Linked DNA regions of Zea mays: region 1 is linked to region 2. A link is a contact called in public Hi-C data. All regions are on one chromosome and are shown on one strand. Each heading gives the region's core, a stretch centred on a gene start, on an enhancer-like site or on the middle of the called end of the contact. The rest is flanking DNA. Distances are from core to core; before and after follow the strand shown.

The links. Hi-C and Micro-C count contacts between places; a contact is called where the count stands out from the background.
Region 1: a contact with region 2 is called in a Hi-C map of bundle sheath, with 2.5 times the contacts expected there. The contact joins the promoter of LOC103653918 here to the promoter of LOC100284320 in region 2. A contact is called at or near these places in 2 of 25 Hi-C or Micro-C datasets (bundle sheath and ear).

What each region holds. Positions count from the first base shown.
Region 1 is chr4:161,709,211-161,715,502 of Zm-B73-REFERENCE-NAM-5.0, forward strand. It overlaps LOC103653918 (heavy metal-associated isoprenylated plant protein 45), which reads left to right and starts at 2,060. Exons shown (of 3, transcript XM_008680723.4): 1 at 2,060-2,689; 2 at 2,801-2,876; 3 at 2,991-3,554. The coding sequence starts at 2,636. The coding sequence ends at 3,313.
Region 2 is chr4:161,142,914-161,148,900 of Zm-B73-REFERENCE-NAM-5.0, forward strand. It overlaps LOC100284320 (2-C-methyl-D-erythritol 2,4-cyclodiphosphate synthase), which reads right to left and starts at 1,392. Exons shown (of 3, transcript NM_001157215.2): 1 at 904-1,392; 2 at 678-808. The coding sequence starts at 1,219. LOC100274468 reads right to left here. Exons shown (of 9, transcript NM_001360601.1): 2 at 5,074-5,131; 3 at 4,626-4,749; 4 at 4,369-4,491; 5 at 4,174-4,293; 6 at 3,686-3,795; 7 at 3,281-3,340; 8 at 2,476-2,569; 9 at 1,753-2,404. The coding sequence ends at 2,477.

The DNA.
Region 1 (6,292 bases), core at 810-3,309, 570 kb after region 2:
GCAGTCGAGGAGCCGCGCCAGTCCATCATCCTTTGCTTGGAAGTTGGAATGACGTACAGATATGATCTGTGCCAAACATGCTGTGTAAGCATCACATCAGTCATCAGATAACCTCATGCCTGCATGCAGGTAATAACCATGTCAGGGCTAGGGCAATCACTCCGTAATACTCCTATTAATTTCTGCTGATCTGCTGTAAATTGCAGCGACCAAAAATTTAATCACGGCGAGACTGCAGTTCGCTGGCTGCTCAGTGCTCAATTTAGGCCTTTTTTGTTTGTTATAAGAATGCACCAGAAATCGTTGCATCGATCAATCCGACTAGAAATCATTTCAAGCAAACTTCCACACCTCCAACTACTTATTTTTTGCCATCTCGTTGTGGCGCCGCACAGCTCCCTGACGCACGAAGCTCTCCCGTCAAGAATCCTTATCAGGTAACACACTTGCGAATCATAGTGCCAATATACTGAACTGGTTTCCAAATCCAAAGGTGCCGAATATGAGAAATCAAATATGTATCGACAAATATATCAAAGTAACACACATCAGGAGCCATAGAACTACAATTGCTGAAGTATCTGTGTCCTCATCATGATCCAGAGAAGAGCTTTCTGCCATACCCAAGTTATAGAACAGATGCTTCGATGTTGTGCTTGCTCCTTTGACCCATCTATGTACCTACCTACCTAGTACACATAGCAGATGAATGAACATAAGCATTAATAATATTTCATATGCTGCTAACTGAATCAGTTCAGTTAAAAGAAGGCCGAGCATCATTGTCCTTCGATCAGGTCAATACTTTTAGATAAGAACGTACGTGAACAGCAAGATGAGGACACTTCAACAAATAACAAGACGTGAACAGCAAGATCATGAGATATGACTATATGAGGCCAATTCTCCCAGGTAGCCTGCTCACGCGCGTCCTTACTCTTCACCAAAAAAAAACACACATCCATCTGCATATTGCAACAATATTAATATACTCATAGTAGCAGCAGTGCAGCTGCAACTACTAGGCGATAGACTGATAATGATCTCTGACTTGAACAAGCTTAAATTATATCGCTAAAAGTTTTTTTTTCCTAAAGAAAGGTAGCCATAAGTAAAAGGCAAAGACATGCCATCTGGCAATCTCCCTGAAGACTCCAACAGACATCGTAATAAAACTCACTGCATTCAAGCATTTAACTAACATCAGCACCATCTGCATAATAGAAAATTTAAAAGTTTACAAGTGTACTTTGTCAACCAGGTTAACCTTGTGCCCACTGATTGTTGAAATTCATTAACTTTATAGTCCAGTTCTCCGGGAAAGCATTACTGCAGGTTGGCTATTTCAGTTTCAGACTATGATATGAATACAGAGAACACACAGAATCACATCGATTCAATCTATCAAATGGTTTAAGATTAATACTCTGAACTTTCTTTGTTTCCCAAATTTGTTGGGAGCAACTGGGAAAGAGAAACGAACAAACATATAGTTTGACCTGAAATTCAGTTTCCTTTACCACTGACAGCAAGTTCATGGGTGCAGTCAAAGCTCTTGGTCTCTTGGGTGGAGTTAGCCGGAGGTATAAATGGCCGGCTTCTGCAGCTTCTACACTATAAATTGCAGCTGCCGCAATTCAAACAACTAGCTATAATCTAAAACAAACATTGATTGATATTTTCATGGTTTATACTACCCTATTTTTAAATTTTTATCGTCCACTAATTTATTTTTGAAAAAACTAAAACACGGTAAATAAAAAAACCGAGGGAGAGTGTCTCTTTGCATCATCTCTGTATAAAGGTCGAAGACAAACAGATACAAATTTGTTGTGGTTTTTCACTTACAAAATTACGCATCTGCGCCATAATATTATGAAATAACTGCGGACTTAATTTCAGAACAAGTATCTGATTATGATATGACTAAAGCAATACCTATAATGTTTACATCTGGGCCGGTAGTTTATTAATACAGTAGAAGTGTTTTCTTGCTTATACAGTGCAATTAATTAGTCCTCAGGTATTTTATATAACTAATGGTTACATCGTCATTGCTGGATTAACTTATATATTTTTTTCATAATTACTTACTTTACATTAAGAAAGAATACAGAATAACTTATGTCTTTATCTCTCATGCGTTATTTTTATCGTATTATTTTCTAGTAAGAAAAAAACAAGATTTTTATACCTTTTTCATGCCTCAACTTTGTCCAGGAAAAAAAAGAGATATCTTCGATAGAGGTCAGATTGATCCCAGCAAAAGCAATCAGCCTGGCGACCGAAACCGATCGGACATGGGCCAAAAATCTCATCCATTATCTGGCCCTGCCGGTGATACGACATTGTTCTGCACCCAAGATGTCGAGGCCCTTCCCGGCCAACAGATATCTTTTCCCGGAGAACAATATTTGCTCGTGGCGCATATATCCCCGTCCCTGGCCTCGCGTATTGGGAGACGCCGTGCTGCTTTGGAATGGGCGAACTGCGATCGGTGTCGCTCTCGTGCAACTTACCGTGAACGTCGGCCTCCTATCGCTCGCGGCAGTATTTATACGCTTCGTCCCAGCTGCACTCCTCCACCGCCGCCCATCGATCCAAGCCGGCGGTCGGCTTGGACGGTGGCTGGAAAATGCTTCGCTTTTGGAGGACGCAGAGGAGCACCACCTCGTCGAACGCGTTGTCGGTGAGTGACCCCATTTGTGAATGAGAAAGCAGAGAAGACGGTAGCTTCTCTTCATCTCTTGTTCTCTCTCTCTCTCAGCCTCATGGCTTTGCATTTCTGTGGCTATGCTAGGTCGTGGAGATGAACGTGCACATGGACTGCGACGGCTGCGAGAAGCGAGTGAGGAAGGCCATGTCCCAGCTGGAAGGCACGCACGACTGATTCCATTCCTCCATCCTGTTCATCAGAAATATATACCAACAAAACCCAATTCCGATCCATCAGGAGTATGCATGACAGATATGCTAGCTGTGCAGTGCAGGAGTGAGCTCGGTGGAGATCGACATGGATCGGCAGAAGGTGACAGTGACAGGGTACGTGGACCGGCGGGAGGCGCTGCGCGCGGCGCGGCGGACCGGCAGGGCGGCGGAGTTCTGGCCGTGGCCGTACGACGGCGAGTACTACCCGTTCGCGATCCAGTACCTGGAGGACAACACGTACATGGCCACCAACAAGTACTACCGCCACGGCTACAACGACCCCACGATCGGATCCTACCCCTGCCACGCCTTCACGCATGTCCTCGACGACGACGCGCTCGCCGTCTTCCACGACGACAATGTCCACGCCTGCGCCGTGATGTGATGTACGTGATGCGAAGAAGAAGAAGAAGAAGAAGACAGTATGCGCGTAGTACTCACTGCTGGTATGTGGTATTCACATGTAAAACCTGATTTCACTACGACCTCGAAGAAAGGAGAGTTAATTCCATCTTCTCGCAAAAGAGAGAGATCATGCATGTTAAAAATTATCAGCTCTCGTCAGGCCGCCGTTAACAAATTGCTGCTGTGAACAAGCAGCTCAAATAAAGTCTTGCTCTGAACACCGCACAAAAAATTGGGTGCTGTGATTTTTTTCTTTTTACTTGTGCTGTTGTGCAAAGGTTGTGGCCGGTCCCATAATCCCATTCAACAAGGAATCTATAGCTTTCGCCAGAGGAATGGAATCGTTGGACGACATGGGAGTAGAAAAAAGGGAGCGCTGCTGTTCTAGTTTTCCAATGGCTCAGGCCAAGAGTGACGATGAACTCGTAGCGCATGAATATGTTCCTAATTCTGGTGAGGAGAAAAGATCTTAAGTCATCCATGCATGCAAGTATACATAATGTCCGAATATGCCTTATCCTGCAACACTCGAGCTAATGTAGTAGCAAGCACCGCAAGCATGCTCGCCAGTGATGCAATGGGCAGGGATCGGGGATTTTTGGGTCAGGATTATGTTTCGATCTCTTCGTAGTTAAGGTTATATACTTATATACGTCTTAAGTACCGGCTCTACTGAGAGCGTGGTCTTTGTCTCTCCGGCCGGGTTTTTATTTAATATAGTAGCAATCAGATATGACAGTAAGCATTTAAGGATCTGTTTAGGATAGCTCTAGAAAATTTGATGTGGTTGGTAGAGCAGGTCATTAGATACTCTATAAAATCATATGACTGGAGACATAAGCATTTATAAGATATTTACATAAGTTATTTTGTTTAATATTTAGATTAAAAATAGTTTTAAACTAATTAAATTGATATTATAAATTACAACTCCACGCTAAACCTGGAATCTAAAGCCATCCCAAACATCCAAGGGGTTTAATGTCTTGATGAACAGTGGACGCTGAGAAATATGCATGACAGTCTGAACACATACTTACGAGCACCAAAAACGACAAGGAAAAGAAAGATATGAGCGATACCACCGGAATCGGCATTCATTCATTGGTACGATTCTCTATTTTGTCTGTTCGTTTGGTCAGGGAATTTGTGCTGAATACGTGATAAGAGCAAATAGGCGCACATGGATCTGATCTGCCTTACACCATCCGTTTGGGAGGAATGTTCTGCTTTATCTAGTACTAGTAGTACTCCAAACCTGCCAACGAATTGCTCCCTCTTCAACTTTTAGAACTCACTCTGCTGAAAATGTCCTGACTCTGTAATCCCATGATCAAACGACACGAAATATTCGCCAGTTACCAAACGACATGATCTCTCATCCCATTCTTGTTTTACACTAATTTACACATCTCAATACATATGGATTGCGTTGAATACGAGAGTATTCAAACAAGACCGGCTAATGGGTGAAAAGCATCACTTGCTTTCGCTCTAATACAAAATTCACAATACTCTCATCTGCTTCTTGCTTCAAAAATTTTCTATCTACCGTCAGTATAAAAAATAACGATTTGTTTCCCACTATCCCCATTGTGTGAAAGAGGGAGGCACCGTCGCGTCCGTCCGCCACTAGTCGCTGGTGGTTGCCGAGTTCGTCCTCGAATTTGGCTCCAGCAAGGACATGTGTGGGCGTGACTGCGTGAGCGTGGCTCCGACGAGGGTGTGCAGCCCTATACGGACTTGTTTGGGTAATCTTGGATTGGAGTGGATTAAAGTGGTATAAGGTGTATTGAAGTGTAATATGAACTAATTTCTCTTTCAATCCTTAAAATACACTTCAATCCCTCTTTATCCAAACAAGGCCTACGAGTGTGCGGTTCCAGTGAAGACCTATGCGGGGTTGTGTGGGTGTGGCTCCAGCGAGGAGGTGTGGCCGTGCTCGGATGCAAATTTGGTGTCGACGTGCGGCCCTACATGGATGTGAGTCTGGTGGGGACGCGCCTCCCCTCTCCAGTCCTTCTAATCCCGCCCTCCCGAACACGGTGGTGGTTTGCGACCGGTGCAAAGGCGCGACCCTGACCTCCCGCAACAATGCACAACTAATACGTATGAACGCTGCCTCACAACGGTGTGTGGTCGGCGCGGATGTGGGCATGTGGCTATAGCAGCGGCCCTGGCTCTTGCTAGCCATTTGCCTCAGCGCGATGGGAGGAAGAAGATGAACGTGTGAGTCTGACAAGTAGTAGAGTTTGCTTTTTGAATAGCAGGAGATTTCCTCCCCTATAAATACTATTCAATTCTCTAGTCACCAATTAGCTTTTAAGTGGATGATATATGCGGTCTCCTAAAAAGTGAGTCAGGGTGAGCAAATTGTGTTCAACGAAACTGCTTTCAACTTTCTCAATCGTTTTTGTATAGCCTATAACTGGTAGCAGGGCGAGCCCATAGTATAGACATGGCCATTCAAATGAATAAAAAATAAATACATATAATTACATTACAAGTATAAATAAAAAAAATAAAAAATACAGATGTTCAACCAAACAGCATGCTTGACAGCTTGGGCTAAGGCAAGTTTTTTTAGATAATGGAAGTAATCATCTAGCCTTGGCTTCAAAGAAGCTACCACCCCTTATTACAATACTCAACACTTCATATTGATCAAGTTATTGCAGCAAACAAAGTTTGGATAAAAAACACCTAACTACAAATCCTATTGGTAAACCTCCATCCATGCTTGCTGAAAATCTCCATGACGACATTCTCTAGCTTCAGACACGCTGTCTTTATCAACTCTTTATCATCTTTAGCCTTCTGCATTTGACTCCAGAAGCGGAACCAATAAGTTCCACTGTAAATTACCTGCATAAATGTTTTCATTGGAGATTTATCAAAAACCACATCATTTCTACTAAGCCATATTGCCCAACAAATCGTCGATGCACCCACTAGTAGA
Region 2 (5,987 bases), core at 142-2,641:
CCTTGTACAAAATCTAAAACGTGGAATACTTTCTGCCCTTGAAGAGTCCAAAGGTCAAGAACACATTTTTCAGTCAGCAACTCGTGTGAGAACTGCCAAGACATCTTGTGACATAATGACGACTGAGCATCTAATGGTCCAGGAGCAATAGAATAGACCATTGAAACAGTACTAACGCGTTCTCAAGGATGTTCTCCACTCCACATACCACAAGGCACCTACATATTACATTTTGATATAAAGCTATGAGTCTATACTAACAAATATGAGCACGAAAAAACAAGTAAACAACATGGTATACTATAAGATGTATAGTTATTCATTTAAAAGAATGACTTGGAATTACGAATGGTTCACCAAATGTTAGGTAATCAATCTATAATATGCTCTGATAATTGATCCAGCAATAGAGAAACCGTCCAATTTACTTATGATATCAACATCCTGACATGGTACATATCAATCATTAATCTGTAGAGATTACCCAACCGTTTTCTGAGAACCCCAAAATTTCTCTACGAAACTCTACATTTTGTTGTGATAAATCATTCAAATAGGTCTTGAAACCACGTTACTTACACAAAACACTGCAGATACTAACATGGTTAGGGAAACAGGATGGAATTGATCGCATCAAATGAACTAGAGATAACGCACTGGAAAGAAGAGAAACTCACAGCTTCCCTCATGAACACCGAAGAATCGGCGCCCTTCCAACGGGGGTCGGAATCCGGGAAAATCTGCCCGATGTCCGGCAGCCCCAGCGCGCCGAGAATCGCGTCCACCACGCAGTGCAGCAGCACGTCTCCTGCACAGGGGGGGCCGAAACAAGCATTCCCAAATGCGAGGTCAGAAACAGAGTCACGCAGGAACCGTCAGAGTGAGCCTCGCAGGAGCGCGTACCGTCAGAGTGAGCCTCGCAGCCGCGGTCGTGGGGGATGTCGATGCCGCCGATGATGAGCGGGAGGTTGGGCTCCAGGCGGTGGAGGTCGAAGCCGTGGCCCACGCGGAACGGTAGCGCGGGCGGCTTCGGCGTCGCGGCCACCGCGGGCTGGTGCTCCGCCTGGACGGCGGCCGCGACGGCTGGTGACGGCCTAGGCCGGAGGCGCATGGAGAACGGCTGCGCGGAGGGAGGGAAGGACCCGGCGCTGGCTCGTGGCGCAGTTGAGATGGGGGAGGAAGCCAGGAAGAGGGAGGAGGCGTAGGGCGCGGTGGCCATGGCGCCGCTGCTGGTGGCTGGTGCTTGGTGGGCGAGATGGCGCAGTGGCCGAGCTTTTTTTCGGGATGCTCGGTGAAGTGGGGAGCGCGACTGCGCGAGGAGGAAGAGGAACCGAGAAATCCTTGCGTTTTTTTTTTGTGTGCCGGAATTATTTGCGCCAAGCCGAAGTGAGCATCTGCAACTGGAGATGCGATGGCTGCACTTGGAGGAGCAATTCTTAAGTACTTGAGCAAATTTGGATTACTGTGAAGCACCATTTCCAGAATCCAGTTGAATTTTGTCATGGTCGTTGTACATACCTTATTCTCTTAAAAAAGATTAGACCCCGTCTGGTAGGGTTCCTGGAAACTGCCTCTAATTCTCTCAAAAAAGTTTAATTGGAAATTGGTAACCCAGACTTTGCTGTTTCTCACTTCAAATTTATATGGGTAGCATTGCAAAAAAAAAAAACTAAATCATATTTTGAACTAATAAACCGAAAGCATTTGGAAAGGCCACTTCAAATAACATATCCACCCTTGCAATGAACTCGTCGCCAGGTTGCTTCGATACTGAATACAATTCAAATGGTAGTGTATCCTTTACATTGTGATTTTATTTCCCTTTTACACAATGGCAACGACGCCTGATGCAATATAGACGATTCACACAGGAACAAGGAATATTCGGAAGGTGCACTCGTTGCTCTACAAAACCACGATCGCCTCAAGCCCTCTCAACTCCTCAAGTGAAACTTGCCCACATAAACAGCGAGACGGCCACATGGCGCACAGGTCCCCGTATCAAGAGGGCAGCAAGAAACCAATCAGAGAACTGAACTCAACGAATGGGGAAGGGATCTTTCCTCTCGTCCCATTTCCAAGGACAGCCTTGATTATCTGAACTGAAGCAGCATCCAATGCCCTAGATGGCCGAGCTTTTGGGATAGGTGCAGGCGCCTCCTTCGTGGCAAAAATTTTATATACACATCAGGCCGCAGACCAATCTCACCTTTCATGACCGCAGACCAATCTCACCTTTCATGGCCGCACCCTTACACAATCAGCAGTCATGAAGCTAGCGAGAAGCGAAAAGGTGCAGGCGCCTCCTTCGTCACTCATCGGTGCTACGCCAGGGCACCATCCTGAGGTCTGTCCAACTGAAATTATATGCGGACAGACCTGGCCACACTATCCACCCTTAATCCTGGAATAGTTAGAAACTTGTCAGTAAATTGCGGAAACAAAAGAGGTGGCGGGACAACGAAGAGGGCGCACCTTACATGAAAGGTGCACTCGTTGCTAGAGCCGAACTCCTGGAGCTCCCTAGCTCAGGTCCATCAGAAGCGCTATATAAAGACAACAATTTCCTCTGCATCAAAATGCATAGAGTACAACTCAGCTCCTTTTTATGATTGGGAATAAGAGAAACTGCATCCTGATTAGATCATCGAACTATACTGCATGCCTAGTTTAATACACAAATGGTTTCCCAGTGCTGAGACGCTTGGCTAACCTGGCGTGCTTAGTATATACTAGTTTTTTTTTTACTGAAGACTAACTTTCTGAAGATTAATCCGCGCTAACCTGATATATGTAGCACTGATTAATCTTGTGTTTTCTCACTTAATGCAGTATGGGTGTCAGGAGATAAAAGTCTATGCTATAAGATAGTGGTTCAAACTTCAGGCCTGCTCTACCGAGTACTGGCAATCACCAATTGGTACGCCCTGCTTACAGGGACCAACTAAGATCATGAATGGTTCAAGAAGGCAAAACTACACAAATCATGTGTGCCTTCTTTACATGCTGACCGAATGGGATTTTACAAAGTGGCTATCTCCACTGTATACACACAGCAAAAATGGGATAACATAGTTATGGATAGTAATATTTTGAGGAAGGTAAAGGAAACCTCTATTAGAGGACAAACACCATAGAGAAATCGTGCAAACAGCAAAACACAGAAGCATGGACCAGACACCTATAGAAAACATTACTGGTGGGTCGAAATACACAACCGTCAATTAGTGGCAAACGATTTAGTAGAGGCATAATCTGAAGACATGTTTGAACTGCTTACTTGATCTTCAAAATCAGGACTGGTCAAATTGATGGAGAGATTCCTCATCAACAACAGCGCCTAATGGTAAACAGACACACATGTCAATAAGTAAACACAGGCAGAGACCCAAACCATAATTTTGAGGAAATGATGATTTCAGCGTGCCACCTATTGGTTTCAACAGAGAACAAAAAATGATGACTATTTAGTTTGCCACAATGCTTGAATGAGGAGAGCTTAACTACTACCAGGCATCGTACATAATAAAGACTAGCAGAAAAATTTATGTGGTGTTGTTGTAATTATGAATTTGACAAAAAAGCCATTATTTTGGAGGACAAATAGTGCAAATGTTACTGCAGACTACTTAGGACATGTTTATGATTATGAAAAGGAAATCAGGCATATCCATGACTGACATACCGTCTCAACATCAATTGGATTCATCTCCTTCAGTTTCTGCAGATGATCACTTGTGCTTGGATCGAAAACACTACCTAAGAAGCTGTACACTCCCGCAAAATCCGGCATAACTGTATCAAACATTGGAAAGACAGAATTGAAATGTCAACAATGTCAATATTAATAAGATAAGCTAGCAATTCATTCAAGACAAATATCCAATATTGGAAATAGTAAAATATTTGAAAATAAAACAGCACAAAGAAATGCATTGCACTTTTTGGTGTTACACCATTTCTCTGTATGTTAAGCATAAAAAAGAGATTATTGTAGGTTCGGTTCATTCTAAAGAAGGGACCAGCAGTTTTAAGATTGAAGCTTGCAATTTCACAAGAAAAGATGCACCACGAGGATGGTTAAAAAATAATTCTTAGAAACAGTAGAGGTGGACAGAATCTGAGATTATTTGCACTATAAGATTATTATCAGAAATATCATGAGGTACTGACGGCGGAGTGACGGAATTTGATTTATTGGACCATTTGTTTCACCAGGTTGCCAAGTTCTTGGAGGGCCTTCAGTACTGCTTGAGCAAAAATTGTTTGGACCTAGTGTTCCAGCACCTAAATCTTCTGGGTGAAATATAAGAATTATCAGAGGAATATTCCAACAAAACCTTTGACAGAAGAAGCACGAATACAAACCTTTCACCATCGATGAAGCAACAGCTTGCGGGATAGACCTATGAGGCCATGAAGAAACAGACACATTCATGCCAGAGTTCCTATGTATGGAAGATGAATCTGTCTTGAGACCATAGTTTGGTTCTGTAAGTCAGGGAGAGGACATTAGAGCAACTATTTGATATACAAACGGTGCTGGTGAATTAGGTGCCCCACAGCGCATGACATGGATAGATATGATTGTTATTTTTATGCCTTCTGAGGATATGAAGTCTCACCATTCTTGGAAGCTTTCTGAGGATATGGATGGGCAGCTTTTCGCTTTGGTCGTGGAGGTGGGACATGTTCACTGGTTCCATTTTTCTGAACCTTCAAAAAGTACTTTTGTGCGTGACTCCTAATCTACAACACCAAACCGAAGTAAGGAAATTGTTCGAAGATAGAATCAATTGATAATGAACAGATAAGAGCTTATGCAACGATGAAAAATGTAGGGCCAGGAGATGAGGATATCCAAATTGACTGTTATTTCTAATCTTGTAATGCAGAGAAAAGGAACATAACCATGGAAAATCCTTCAGTTCTTTGTTAATCAGCATTCACAAGTAACAAATCGAATATTTTATGCATTATTTCACTTGATTTGTTGGTGCATTTACTAAATAGTTTGATTGCCAGGGTTCTTATAAAGTTAAAAACCTATATTTCCATTTACAATAGGAATACCTGGATGACGGTCTTGGAGCCAACAAAAGCCTCTATCTTCTTCCAGTCACGGTCAAAGCTGAAAAGAAAAGAAAATAGTTTACACATGAATATTACATGCAAGATGTGGTCTTATATTTCAGTGACAATTTTTTGGGACAGTGTATGGATTCAAGAACAGCGAATGTCACAACCATATGCAAAAGGCTGGCATCGTACACACCGAAAAAGAAAGTTGTGCAGAGATAGTGCTAGTGTGGACACATGGGGCTATAGGAGTTTGGGACCAAGAGAATGGCATCATGCACAACAAATCATGATGGTCAAAGACATCAATGGATTCAGATGTACAATCAGGACCAAGTTAATGCTTACAATCAAAATACTACTAAGCAGAGAATCCTCTATAGTAAAAATTTAGCACATAAATATTATATAGATATATTTGCATAAAACCGAATTAGCATAATTGATATATGACTAAATTACTATTATTAGAATGGAATTCAATTCCAATGATCCAAACGGGGTGTTAAACTAATCAAGTCCTAGTTGAATCCCAACAAAAAAAGCCTAATGGTAGCACCAGTAAAGCAAAGAGCACAATTTCTTCATCATTTCAAATTCCAAATTCTGCAAATTGAATTCATCCTATTTTACCTGTACTCCATATTCAGCTTGTGAATCACAGTAGCTGAACTGCCTCAACACATAATTTGTTTCCCTATGTTGGACCTAAAAAGGACTAGGAAACCCTCGATTAATTGTAAAGTTCTAGATTGAAACCATAAACGAGAAGAAATCGAGTTACAACAAATGATAGCAAAATCCCAAATAAGTGAAGAAACAGCTGCACCGATTATTTATTACGACTGCTTCATACCTTTAGAAAAATTCTCAAGACATTAAAAAGTAAAAATCCACAACGACATAAT